Regions from separate parts of the Mus musculus genome. Here regions 1 and 3 are each linked to region 2. A link is a contact called in public HiChIP or PLAC-seq and promoter capture Hi-C data. All regions are on one chromosome and are shown on one strand. Each heading gives the region's core, a stretch centred on a gene start, on an enhancer-like site or on the middle of the called end of the contact. The rest is flanking DNA. Distances are from core to core; before and after follow the strand shown.

Region 1 (4,974 bases), core at 85-2,584, 1.1 Mb before region 2:
TTAATGGGTAACTTTTTCAAAGTTTAAGTTATGAGAATATTTGTTTTGAGAGATAAAGCATTTTTAAAATTCTTCAAATTGTCCTTGAAAAACATAAAGACAATTTATTTGGCAGATACTTTTTATGTGTAGCTTTTTAGTCTAGGAATAACTCATTGATGAACCTCATTCACTTAGCGTGAGCAATTTTAATTGGCTATTTGATTTACTCATAGACAGTTGGATGAATGGCATAATATGCTCACAGTATATTTAATCTATTTTAATATTTTACCATCTTTTTGATCCAGTAGCAGAGGGTGAAAATTAGACGACATGCTACCAGAAAGAAAATTATTATTATTATGACCCACCTCTAAATCTTGCTACATACAATAGTGACTTGCCTCTGATAATGGTCCAAATGTTATTAAAAAAAAGAAAAGAAAAGAAAAAAAACACACACACTACTTTTTTGTTGGATCTAAAACCTATTGCATGAGACAGAAACCTTACTTGATACTGTTAAAATGGGCAAGAACCTGAGTTAGATAGATAGGTCCCTTATGAGCTGGGGTTGGGGAAGAGGGTGAACCTAATACCATTATTCTTTTATCCCATGCTGAAAGGTTTTAAAATATCCCAACATCTTCTGAAAACTTTATGATTTCTATGGGTCAAAAGTGTTACTAGAGTTAGTTAGGATCTCTGCTAAATGTGGTACATGGATATATCACAGAAATGGCTGAAGTGATTTCAAATCTGAGGCTTGGCATGCATTCTCTCTAAGCTCTGAAGCAGCTGGAAGGACTCTTATATTTCTGATGATGAGAGCCTCGTGTTCATGTGGGCATTATTTAAGTTGTTTGAGTGTTTTCTCATCTACAGACAAATGAAAATTAGTAGGAAGTTTTCAAGAGTGGTTTTCAGTGGCTTTGGTTCCTAGTATGCAAATTTCATCCAATCACAACCATTTAACCTATTTAAAATAAATAAAACAGACTGAAAGTGAATCTGTGTCTCTTCCATGATCAATAAAAATGTTGTAGGTATGGATTCGGGTCTGGAGGTCACCATCCGAGATTTCCAGTTTCTGTCCCATAGAACAAAGTATTGAACCAGAGACATATAATTAGTGGTAGAAATAAAGACTATTTATTAAGAAAACAGTTCCAAGAAATGAAATGGTCCATAAAGCTGGAAAGATGAAAAGCTCACAGGTCCTGAAGCAGGTATATCCTTACCCTTTTCTGAGTCATTCACAAAGCACCCATCTTTACTGAATTTGTAATCTGTAGGCTTTTGTGTAACTTATTAAGGCCTTTACCTGTAGCCTGGGTGGGGAATGTTTTCAGTCCTTCTCTTTGTCTTAGTTTCTTTCATATGTTAATGATTATGACCCCTGGCTTGGAAGCCCCCATTCACTCTCTACATTTGCAAATGAAAAGTCAAAGATTCATATAATTTAACCATCTCCTTGTTTTTGGTGAAGAAAGCTCTAGTGTTGAAAGTGAGATGCCCTTTAAGAAGGGCCATGTGTCAAGGTGCTTGAGGGAAGCCCATAGCTAAAAGCAAAAGGGGAACTAACTCCATCAGCAACCACATACTCTATACCAGGTTCAGAAGCACAGAAGTTAGGAAAGAACAAATGCTGGAAGCAATTCAAAAAACTAGCTCAAGGTTTTAAAACTTCTGAATTAGCTTATTAGATATGATTACATTTCCAGATATTGACAAATTTTCTTAATTTTTCTTCTTTTTATATCATACACACACATGTGCGCACACACACACACAGATACATATACATTTGTATTGGTAACTTGAAATAACACATTTTGTTTTGTTTAAGAATAAACAATATCAATGATTTAAGATTATAGTATTTTTTTTCAGGATATTGGGAAGGAAATTATCTTCAATATCACATATATCAGAAAGAAGTTAAGGTAAAAGTTTCTTCATACTGAAAGAGGACTAAGATAGACCTACAGTGCCATCTATCTATCTTTAAATTAAATGTTGCTTTTCTATTATTTTATAATGGATTTCTTTCTTTTTAACAAATTTGAAATAATAGTTTACTATGGAAAGTTTTCTCTAACATTCTTAGGAAAATATAAAAATCAATACAATGTAACTTTTAAAAATTATTTTTCCGTTTGTCCTTTTGCAAAGCTGTAATGAGAGCATTTGTAACATACTTTCTTGTATCCGTTAAGGTAATTCTGATGGGTATATCATAAAGATCTTGTGTAAAGGTGCCTGTTGAAATTCATGTATCATGGTTTTCTGTGTCAGTGTTTTTTTTTTTTTTTAACCTTTCAGAAAAGCTAAAATGTCTCATGATAGCTAAATCAGGAGGAGGAAAGCATAGTGTGGATGTTTTAAAGGTGGGCAGGGCCGCTTGGTCTTCACAGCCTTGAGCCCCTCAACATTACATATAGATTGTGCATGGAAGGCCACGGTGATCCAGTGATTCTGTGGTGAGATATGCTTCACTTCAACCTACTCTTTTGTGTCTTTGCAATGATGAGAAACTTGGCTTGTTTTGTATGACAGCACTGAAACAATGTCTAAAAATTTCAAAAAGTTATAGATATTGGAGAACAAATTTGAAAGTCCCTAAATACCTCACTCCCCATAGGAAAACATGTCAAAATAATTAAATATTATAAATATTTCTTTCAATACTTTCTTCTAAGTCCTACATAGCTTGGATATTCCACTCAGACTTTTCTTCTGCTTTCTATTATTTTATGAAATATTCCTTTATTTCATGTTGTTGAAACTATACTCCAAGGTTTTTTTTTTTTTGATTAAAATTTTACAGAGCAAAGTTTTCATTTCATATGTAACTCATCTCCTGATGACTTATAACATGTATATCAATATTTAACCATTACAAACTTTGCATATTATAAAGTTCTTTACAGATGTCTTTGTTTAATAATTTCTCCTCCAAGTGTAAAATGTTTACTTCCTGTATTTTCTCATTCTGCTCTTGTAAATAATTATGACATTATAAATTGCAATAATTTGCAAGTAAATATATTCCTATTCTATAATGTTCATGCTTCGAGTATAATTTCACTATTGTATCATTGTAAGTGATGTGTTTATAAAAAGATAAAGAGTGGAAGGGATATGTTCTATGGAAGTGGGGTGAGGGATGAGAGAAGGGGTCCCTCAGTGGGCCCATGCCAAGGGATCCCTTCCCCTTGAGGGACCAGCCAGAGAATGAGACTGTATACTATAGAATAGAGTTTATTCAAGAGGGTAGTAGAGGCAGAGATTGAGAGAGAGAGAGAGAGAGAGGTAGAGGAGTAGAGTCCATGAGCACATGGAACCGGATGGGGGTGAGGGAATGGGGAGAGAGAGGGGAAGGGAAGCTGAGAAAGAGCAAGGAAAGAAGAGGAACAGGAGAGAAGGAGGGGGTAAGCAGCCGCTTCTATAGTGGGTCAGGCACACCTGGCTGTTGCCAGGTAACTGTGGGGTGGAGCTTAGACAGAATGATAACAATAAGCTTCAGATTTCTTTTTATATTTAAATTTTTATGTAACTATTGTTTATACTATTAAATTAAAAGTACACTGGGTCATCATCATCTCAAATTAGAAAACTAAAAATATTATCTATGATGAAATTTGACTATTATTAGTTTTGCCCATTTATTTACTCATGCTTTATTATTCATTTATTAAAATTTGCTGGCAAATTATTATTCTTTCATGTCAAAACAGAGACAAAATGGACTTAAAGTTTATGTTCTTTGGGACAACCAAATATTTATTATTTGAAAAACAATTATATCATAAAACATTTAATACTTTTATAAGCATACAAAATGGATTTTGTAATAAATACTTATCACAACTTTTGAAATTCACAGATTTTTTAAAAAGATAATAAAATTTAAAACAATGTGATTACAGTACAATATCTTTACATTTTTTCAATGTGCTACGGATATGACTAAAGTCAATTTTTAAATGGCACATTTGTTAACCCAGTTGTGAAGGTTACTTACAGAATTCAATCATGTCTGTGGAATGGAAAAAATAAAATATATGCACAGCAAATGAAGTTGTGAAGGTATTAGCTTTAAGTTATACCAATGGTTTTAGACATTGGAAACAACAGGATGAACTTTTACAGTGAAGTAAAAAAGCCAAGTCATATTCCAAATGGTTTTCCTTGGCTCCTAATGAGTTGACAGATGTTACCAGCACTACTCATTTGAGTCTATTTAAGAAGTCAGTGCTGAATTGGTAATGATTGAATAATTAGCTTCTGTGAAAAGCCTGCAGGAACATCCACAAATAACAATATTTTCAAGGAGCATGAGAAAAACACAAATTTAGTACAAGCTGAGGTAGAATTTGCTAAGTTCTCTCACAGGAGAACACTAGGTTTGGAACACACACACACAAAAGCTTAATTTGATGTCCCTCTTAATAAAAAGGTTCTACCGATCCCTCTGGAGCAAGATCCAGTCCCTTTAGAGCAGGCTCCAACCCATCTAGATCAGGCTCCTGGACTCAGGGGATGTCAGGCACTCTGTGACGGTTTGTATATCCTTGGACCAGGGAGTGGCACCATCTGGAGGTGTGGCCTTGTTGGAATAGGTGTGACCTGGTTGGAATGGGTGTGTCACTGTGGGTGTGGGCATAAGATCCTCACCCTAGTTGCCTGGAAGTCAGTCTTCCACTATCAGCCTTTGGATGAAGACATAGAACTCTCAGCTTCTCCTGCGCCATGCCTGCCTGGATACTGCCATGCTCCCACCTTGATGATAATGGACTGAACCTCTGAACCTGTAAGCCAGCCCCAATTAAATGTTGTTTTTTATAAGACTTCCCTTGGTCATGGTGTCTGTTCACAGCAGTAAAACCCCAACTAAGACACACTCTAAATCTCTATTGTAATCTCTACACACATTTTTTTTTTATCTAACAGATCTTCTCCACTGTTATCTCCTTTGAAACTTGTAAC
Region 2 (4,556 bases), core at 1,248-3,747:
ATGTGGTGAGGGGAGAGCAACAAGGACAGAAAAGAACACAAACAGAAGGACATGCCAAAGGCAGGTTTTAAAAGTTCCATTTCAGACAAAACAAGTTTGGCCAAAAGACAGGAATATACAAGGACATAAACTATCACTATTCCATTCCAGCTACCTAGCCCAATGGTTAACGTCTGGTTCATTAAAAATGTTCAGTAAGACATGATGTGCTGCCAAAACTTATGTTGAAATCGTAGCCCCTACTCTCTGAACATGGTAGTATTTGGAATGAGGTTACTAGACCGTGCTGTTGGTGGCCTACAAGAACGTGGTTGAGGGCCGCAGGTCTGCCTGGATGGTCATCTCGAGCATTGAGAAGAAGACCGACACCTCCAACAAGAAGTTGCAGCTGACCAAGGACTGTCAGGAGAAAGTGGAGTTGGAACTGAGGTCCATCTGCATCACGGTTCTGGAATTGTTGGGTAAGTATTTAATAGCCAATGCAATTAATCCAGAGAGTAAGGTCTTCTATCTGAAAATGAATGGAGATTATTTCCAGGATCTTGCTGAAGTAGCTTGTGGCGATGATGGAAAACAAATGATAGAAAATTCCCAAAGAGCCTACCAAGAGGCATTTGATATAAGCAAGAAAGAGATGCAACCTACACATCCAATCCGCCTGGGGCTGGCTCTTAACCTTCCTGTATTTTACTCTGTGATCCTTAATAATCCAGAGCTTGCCTACACACTGGCTAAAACGGCTTTTGATGAGGCTATCACAGAGCTTGGTACACTGAACAAAGACTCCTACAAAGACAGCACCCTTATCATGCAGTTGCTTAGAGACAACTTAACATTATGGACATCAGACAGTGCAGAAGAATGTGATGCAGCAGAGGGGGCCGAAAACTAAAGGCATCCAGGGCACCAACCCCCTTCCCCTCAAGAAGACCTTTTTACATCTCCATTCCTTATTCCACTTGGATTTCCTCTAGCAAGAAAGCCCATTCGTGTGTATGGGATCAACTGTTTATATAGTCTTTTCACACTGCAGCTTTGGGGAAACTCCATCCCTTGGTTTGTGTTGTCTCCTCCTTCCTGGTGTGCAGTTACTGCTGTAGAAAAGTATCAATAGCTTCATTTCATGTAAACACGAGTAACTTCCAGACACGTGAGTAGAGGACTGACAGCACACTTGGTATTTAAGTAATCTGAACCGGTTCTACAAGCGACTGTGTTTTGTATTACTGCGAAGATATGGAAAATGTAGTGCATTGCAATTTAAAGTAATGTTAGTACTTTTCCATGCAAATTTGTGTACATGTGAGAGGGTATCCATTTGGTTCAGTGATTGTTCTTTAGAGAGTTGTTTGCTAATCATTGACTGTAGTCCCCAAAAAAGCCTTATGAAAATGTTATGCCCTGTGTAACAGCAGAGTAACATAAAAACAAAACTACATTTTGTAAAATAAAAAACCTGACAGGTGCAGACAGGCACAAAAGAAAAACCCACGGAAAGATGCAGGCTACCATCTACTGGCCAGAGAAGGAAGGCCCTTAATCTCGGACTTCTCAGCTCAGGACTAATACAGACCATTCTTAAGGACACCCTCAGAAGACCATCCAGAATGTAAATGAAATGTTTGGGCAACGCGCCGCGGTTACTTGAGCCTTATGATGAACTAGTTCTTTCAATTCAGTAGTGATTATTTTAAGTAAAATGAGATAGTGGGTGAGCGAGCTGAGGTTCACGAACCCCTCTAGGTCCTTCAAATGCGAGTATTGTCTCCAATGAATTCGTTCCTACTGACTCCTGCACGGTGTTGCCCTAACCGCACCCTTCCCAGCCTGTAATGATCACAGCTTTCTAACTAACATTCTCCATGACGACAACTGTCATCTCCATACTCCATCACTAAAGGCCCTCTATTCTGTCTCATAGCGGGCTGCACGCGGGAGTGAGATATGCCTTCCTCCCGGAAAAGCCGAGGGCCGGGCGGGTCTGCTCGCACTGCCCAGGCTTCCCGTTCTCCCGGTTCGAGAAACCTTCCGGCGCGCTGTGTCGGGCAAAAGTGAGATCAGATCAAAAGGGCAAGCGGAAGGGCGCAAGCGGAACCATCAACCCCGATGGGGGCAGAGGAGCCGCCAACAGCTCTCGGGGACAAAGGGCCGGCGCCATAGGAAGTGATGCCGGGGGAGGCGGCAACGAAGGGACCTTAGACTTTGGGTCCCAGAGAAGAACGCAGCCAAGAAGAGAAAACGCGCGCACCGCCAGAGCTTCAGCCACGAGACTTCTGACACCGCGAGAACTGTGGTTTCAGCTCGGCTTTTCCCCGCCCACCTCCACAGCCCGCCCATTCCTGTGACGCACGCATCGAATCCGGGCCGCCTGTACACCAATCAAAGTGACGAGGCGCGGGAGAGCTCGGAATGGGCGGGAAAGCCCCGCCCCTCGCGCGCAGGCTCTTGGGAGAGCGTCACCCGGGCTATAAAAGCGTGCGCGCACCGTTCAGAAGTCTCTTTGGCTGCGATCCGCCTACGAGTATGTAGTTGTATGGTGGGGATGATATCTTGGGCCTTATTTGTGAGTGGCCGAGATGCGGGAGACACAAGGTGGCTATGGTGCTGGCCGAAAGCCATCAACTCTGCAAGAGCGCCGTGAAGGTTAGCGCGACGACCACCATGTAAAGCCGATACGGTGTTGGGCGGCGTGACGCAAGTTCGCCACCGCTGGGTCGGATGGTGAGTGACACCTCTGGGGTTACACTAGATTTTTGGGCTGTGAAACTCCATGTATCTTTGGGACCTGCCGCCTGTGGCAGTCTCCCTTCCTAGCCATGGAAGAGCATGTTCTTGTTATTGGCAAAGCTGTCACCATTTCATTGGTACCAGATTCTGACTTGAGCAAGTGACATTCTAAGATTGTAAGAGTCTACACGACGCTAGAAAAATGGACTTCAGTTTTCTAAACTAGTATTGAAATATTTCTAGGAAACGCCGGGACCCGTTGCTGTTGAACAGTGGAGGAAGTGTTAAGGTAAGATTCATTTTTGTGGTGTTTTCGCGGTTCTGGGTAGTGAGTGGGCCTTTACTGTTAGGGTGAAGTTTGCTCTTGTGCTGACATTAACATAAGTAAACAGCCCGTAGTATAGTCACGGATATTCTGTAATGGGCCTTTTTTTTTTTCTTGCAGGTACTGTAGTGGTTGAGATCGTCTCTGGTCAACTTACAGGGAATCTTCGCTTTTAATTTTTGAAAATTGAATATTTTATATTAAATAAAAGATGTTTGGTGTGTAATAAGACTGTGTCCTGTTTCTGGAGGTTGTGTGAATTAAGAGTTAACGATACAGGAGACATTTGCGCAGGAAATAACTGGGTTAACTAGGCTTCCAAAGAAGATAGGTTTGATTGTTACAAAGGTGCAAGATAAATGTTGGCTTGGAACATGAGTGATTAATAAGCCACAGACGGTTGCCCTTAATGAAAAGTATCTTTTGCTTGCTGCTCTCCAAGCCTTCTAGTGTGTGCCATTCAACTTCAAATCTCCAGAAGCCAAGTATGTAACACCAGCTAGGGGGTGTGTTGTGACAGGTGCTGAGGGGATACTTGTGACCTTAGAGGCTTTTGTGTCTGGGATTTGAGGTACTGAGACTCACACTCAAGAGTATGATAGGCCTTATTTAGGGAAGCTTAGGAACCAGGGGGTGATTCCTCTGCACAGAGATTATTGGGATCCAAATTCCCACCAGATGTCTCTGGGCCTTCATTCCTATTTAAAAAGGGCTGCTGTAAGGTCATGGTTCCACAAGTGGTCAGTAATTTGTATGGCCTCTTAACTGCTTGCCATTTCATGTGTTAGGCTTTCTGGTACATAAGGAGAGCCTCTTTAAAACATTTGTCAGGTTAGTCTCAGGAGATCTGAACTTACTTGAAGGTACCAGTAGATGGCGTACTTTTTCATGGTTCAAAAGGCAGAATTCAAGTTTGACATCTGCCTACTGTTCTAGAGAAATGATTTTGATAGTGAAGATTTGAACTTAAGAAAATGATGTGCTGGTCTTAGTGTAGGTAAGATCAAAAAGGTTAAATGTGGGCACCTAATCAAGGTTCCTAGCCCAAATTTTGTAGATTTAAAAATTAAAACTAAGATTTGCTAGAATTTCACCTTACATAAAAATTGTAATAGGCAAGGATAAGACCTGTACCCCTGAACTACTGGGTTCTCTCAAATTCAAAGGAATCGCAGGCTTGTCATTTCTGGCATGGTGCCAAGTATGAAGACTGAATGGTTACTGTTTTACTATTTTCTTGAGCTTTCCATAAGTTACAGACTGGTGACACTTTTTATCCAAGGTACAAAGGCGGGGACTCTGGTATAAACTCCAGGAGTGTCTTTGACTCCACATCCATACCCCCAGGAAGTCACCCCATACACAACCCAGGACTCATCAGGCTTTTCACACATGAGTGGTCCTCCACTGTCTCCCTGGCAGCTGTCCACACGGTTGTCTTCTTGGAGGTTCCCAGCACAGAGCATTCTCCCAGTAAATAGTCCCTTGTACCTCTCTTTACAAA
Region 3 (4,387 bases), core at 897-3,396, 1.9 Mb before region 2:
AAGATACTTGCTTCTCAGGTGAATGTATATACATGCATTCTATATGAACATGCAATTTTTTTTATTTTCAGGAAAAAGCAAAAGAATGATCTAGATTATTATGTACAGATGGCTTTCTCATTGATTTCTTAAAAATAAAATATAATAAAATTATCCAAAGCTTTTCTTTTATAAAAGAGTTACATCAGAATTTTTATCTGTATTTTCCATCAAGGACGACTTTCATGCTATAGATTGCCAGAGAATTCTCTATGGAAAAACAGCAAAAATCATAGTATACTCAAATATCTATTTCTGTCCAGAGATAAACATAAATGACACAGTTACTTTTCTTATTAAACATTCTAATGTTTGGGGGAATGCTGGTTCTCACCATGAGATCCTTCTGGTCAGGGGTCTTATGTTCCTGACTTAAACTTTATTGAAACAAACAAAACAAATTATCCATCACTACCTAAGTTTCTGCTTATAGCTAATTGGCCCAATTCCAGTAAAACAAATTAAAATAGTTGTGATCCGGAAAAATAACAACTCATTAAAATCATTTGGAGAAACTCATTGTCTCTTAGTTTTAGTGAAATTAAAGTAATTTTAGTAACTTCTGTCTTCACCAGCTTCTTCTTATTCCAAAATATACAGGATTTTAACTATGAAACTGACAAGAAAGTGGATAACTAAGCCTGAATGACAGAAATGTATTAATATCTTGCTTCAGCTTAACATTGAAAAGTTCTGCCTCCATGTAAATGAAAACTCCTAGAACAGACGCTGTGAAGGCAGGAAAAGGAGCGTCTGACAGAAAGGATAAACTCATTACACTTTCTCAAAGTTAATTGAGGAGCAGAACACAGTCTACCAAAATAAACAACACACTGCTTCTGAAAAAGTATATCAATTTGTAAATTAGGACAAGTTAAAAGGAAATCAATTTTTAATATTTTTAAACTTTGATTTCTTCTGATATAAGTATTAGAAACACTAAGACCACCTTTAAACATCTCGCATTTTCCAATGTGTTTTGTGTAGGGGGCTTTGGAAGTGTGTGTGTGTATATGTGTGTGCGTGTGTGTGTGTGAATACGGCACTGAGGTGTCGGTGTCCTGCTCACAATCTAGGATATGAATATGACATATATTACCCTGAGATGTTTTCATTTCTAATATGAGCTAGGGGATAGCATCTATTTCCTGATAAACAGCATATGCCAGTGTCGTTCAGTTTCAAATGTGTGTGCCAGCTGTTTCTCTCAAAATTCCATCAAAACAGAGAACACCTATAAATCTTATGTCCCAAGGAGAAGAGTTCTCATCTTGGGCAATTTGCATGCCACATTCTAAGTAATACTTCTTAGGAAACATTTAAACACCAGCCACAGTTATGACTGAAGGCTGAGTTTGCAAAATTAGTAGGTCCAGTAGAAACAGGACAAACCTGTTATCCAGGGAGGTGTTTTGGTGCAAATGTCAGAGTAACTGTTTAAAATTAATCTGCTGTTCAGTTCCCTTTTTACAGCAGGGCAATACATTCTATATACAATGCAAATATAACTTCTACATACTGACAGGTATGTATACACACGCCAGAAAGGGAGATTGAATTTGGCTCTAAAAGTATCTGCTTCTACATAAATCTTTCACAAATAAAACTTTAGTGCGTTTAACTTGTTTATGAAGCTAAGCCACACATACCCCGTCATTGTCAATTTCAACAAATTAGGGCAGTAACTTACCTAGAGAAGCATTTCAATTTTTTTTTCTTTTGCTAACTTGAATTTATCCGAAGTTAGAAAATGAGATATCCAGAATTCAGGTTTACTTGGCTCCACGTTAATTAGCGGAGCTTTCAGTTCGTGCCATCTGCCTCAACAGGATTCTGAGAGCACTCCTCAGCTCCGGTGCCGGTGTCTGGACCCTTCCAGCAGTCTTTTTATTTATACACACATTGTCCTTTTCAAAACAAGCAGCCAGCTGGAATGATTCAGACCTCTGTTCAGCACACCGTTAAAATGCAGCTTCCTTCTCGGACACGAGCCTTACCCCAGGGAGCAGACCGGGTACAGCAAAAAGGCTATGAGAACTATTTAATCACCGGAATACCAGCTGCTCCTGTCTGCTTCTGCCACTGCTGCTGTGCCTCTTGCTTAGCTGGAGTCGGTCTTTCCCTCCCTCCCTCCCTCTCTCCCTCCCTCCCTTTTTCTCTCACATCTCCAGAACTATGAAGGCAGCTCTGCCGGGTTATGATTGGCAGAAACAGCCAATTCCTTCAGCTAATCATCCTCAAGACTTTCAAGGACCTGAAGCTGTTGTGATGTCATCCAGGCAGTGGGATGTTACACATGAACACATTCCAGCAGAAGCTAATTCAGCAGCCGGCAGCCTTCCTCTCACACAACACTGATTGATTGATTAGGTGCCCCTTGAGGATTTGGATAATCGTTCACTGGACAGTTTGAATATTTCCTACATAATCCGAGAATAAGATTTCACTTTGCAGCTATGTCACTGTATCAAGTGGGTTAATAAAAGTTCGTGATGGGGCTTTCTGTTGTGAATATGTGCCAGCCAAAGAGTCTAATTTCAAACAGAACAAAAGCCAGCAATGAGCAATAGAAAACTTGGAGAACTGTCTGTGAGCTACCAAATCCTGATACTTATAATAGCATAAACATGTGTTATCAGTAAGGACAGATAAATATGTAAAACTATATAATGTTAATTAACAGAGGTAAAATTTGATTCCTATGGGAAACTACATTTCTATTTCTCAAATTTAAAAATTATATATATATATATTCATATATATATTTAAATATAAATATACAAGAAAAAAAATGAAAACTTGTTTCAAGACAGAATAGAGCTGCAGAATACTCTCTAATCTGGTGTGTGTGTCTTCAGTTATAAGCAATACATGTAATATTCGGACAATTTCAGTAAAATCCCGTGACTAGAGAGGGGGGTGGAAGTAGTGGAGAAGCCATTAAAGCTTGGCTTTATGATGTCTGTATCCAGTATTATTGGTGTTAACGTCTGCATAACATTTGTCTGCAAATTGCCTAAATTCTCATGCACAGTGAGTTGAGAAAAAGTTTATGTTTATAAAATCTTCAAGCAGCATTCAGCAACTTCTTACCCGGATGGCAAAGAAGCATTTGAAGGTCAAGACATGTTGACTTAGTGATGCCCATTACAATTGAGAGAGATAAGCATACTGCAGACGTATCTTTTTATCAATAATATAATATTATGAGGAAAATACCATGCCATGGTTCAGTGTTGATTAAAATGCATTTTAAATGCTAATTGAAAATTTCTATCTTTTATAGTTTTACCTGTCTGGTTATGGTGCTGGGAATTGAACCCAGAGCCCTTCAGTTTCTAGTATAGCCTCTGTTACCATACCAGATCCCACCATAGTTTTGCTTTTTTGTTGTTTTGCTTGTTTGTTTTTTAATTTCATTATTTATTTAGCATTTTAAGTTTTTGGAAAATTGCATAATTGAGGAAGAAACATTATTGCAAATTGTTCAACCCATTACAGTCTTGCTGCGTTCCTATTTCAAAGGCCAACAGAAGCAGTGCTATATACAAACGGTTGAACTTGTTGGAATTAAATGGTAGCTCCATGATTCTCACTGCAAAACTATCAAATAGAACCTTGAAGCAGGATCCACAGCCTTGTCAGGGTTATGGCCATGGACAGTGTAGAATCATAACAAAGGAAATAACATGATCAAGTCCATTATTACTCTAGCACCAGCTTTGATATGAAGATACTTAACCATTTTTTAATTGTGAGGACTTTGACAATGGAAGTGTTACAATGTTAGTCAGTTCTAAGACATACCATGGTATTTATTAAATATTAATTATTGAAACACATCCAAAGACAGGAAATTAAAATTCTGTAGTTGAAAAAGAAAAATACCACTTAGCTGACCATTTCTTTTTGATAAAACATAAAATAAATGTTCAAAACAGAGTTAACACACTATGTGTAACTATGAATGAATTTAAAGCCACCAACGTTTTCTTTCTTCTCTTGGAAAAAACTGGAGAAATTAATTGATGAAAATAAAAACATCCCCAAAATAATTTCTATATGAAAATTTTATGTAAATAGCCTTCTTATATTGGTTTCTCCAATTATTACAAAGGAACTTAGTCTCCAAAAGTGTTATCCATTGTTATTTTTTAACTTGCCTCGTTCAGGAAATAAAGATAATAAACATAGACTTTGTGGAGGGAACATGTTGTACAAGACAGAATACATTGAGAAATGATTGGCTAAAGCACTTGTTTGTTTCAATCAAAACCTAAATTCTACAATTGGCTTTAGACATCAGTCAGATATTCCAGCTATTCCATTAGTTTGTAATTAGACACAA

Evidence for each region. Promoter capture Hi-C pulls out the DNA fragments that hold promoters and counts their contacts. HiChIP or PLAC-seq counts read pairs in DNA pulled down with a chosen protein or histone mark.
Region 1: an H3K27ac HiChIP or PLAC-seq map of embryonic stem cells shows a contact between it and region 2, with 4 times the contacts expected there. The contact joins the enhancer-like site here to the promoter of Snhg8 in region 2. A contact is called at or near these places in 8 of 39 promoter capture datasets (cranial neural crest, embryonic stem cells, frontonasal cranial neural crest and 3 more), 10 of 484 Hi-C or Micro-C datasets (3T3-L1-derived adipocytes, the C2C12 cell line, adipose-derived mesenchymal stem cells and 7 more), 14 of 115 datasets of contacts at active chromatin or transcription factors (acute myeloid leukemia, bone marrow-derived dendritic cells, craniofacial prominence and 6 more) and 1 of 9 other capture datasets (embryonic stem cells).
Region 3: a promoter capture Hi-C map of hippocampal neurons shows a contact between it and region 2, with 3 times the contacts expected there. The contact joins the promoter of Ndst4 here to the promoter of Snhg8 in region 2. A contact is called at or near these places in 3 of 39 promoter capture datasets (frontonasal cranial neural crest, hippocampal neurons and pre-B cells), 4 of 484 Hi-C or Micro-C datasets (the G1E-ER4 cell line and cortical neurons) and 3 of 115 datasets of contacts at active chromatin or transcription factors (astrocytes, embryonic forebrain and forebrain).

The regions. Positions count from the first base shown.
Region 1 is chr3:124,602,706-124,607,679 of GRCm38.p6, reverse strand. No RefSeq gene overlaps it. Among named protein-coding and RNA genes, the nearest start is that of 1700003H04Rik, 24 kb to the right of the region's middle. Within about 2 kb of position 1,334, at least 2 of the 459 cell types and tissues checked have an H3K27ac peak or open chromatin away from gene starts, as enhancers often do. A contact at or near this core is called in embryonic stem cells, where this site is marked.
Region 2 is chr3:123,506,277-123,510,832 of GRCm38.p6, reverse strand. Snhg8 (small nucleolar RNA host gene 8) reads left to right here and starts at 2,497. Exons shown (of 1, transcript NR_028574.1): 1 at 2,497-3,281. It overlaps Snora24 (small nucleolar RNA, H/ACA box 24), which reads left to right and starts at 2,767; the gene lies at 2,767-2,896. It overlaps Prss12 (protease, serine 12 neurotrypsin (motopsin)), which reads right to left. Exons shown (of 11, transcript NM_008939.2): 11 at 4,231-4,556. The coding sequence ends at 4,306. It also overlaps the pseudogene Gm9369.
Region 3 is chr3:125,401,850-125,406,236 of GRCm38.p6, reverse strand. It overlaps Ndst4 (N-deacetylase/N-sulfotransferase (heparin glucosaminyl) 4), which reads right to left and starts at 2,146. Exons shown (of 14, transcript NM_022565.2): 1 at 1,730-2,146.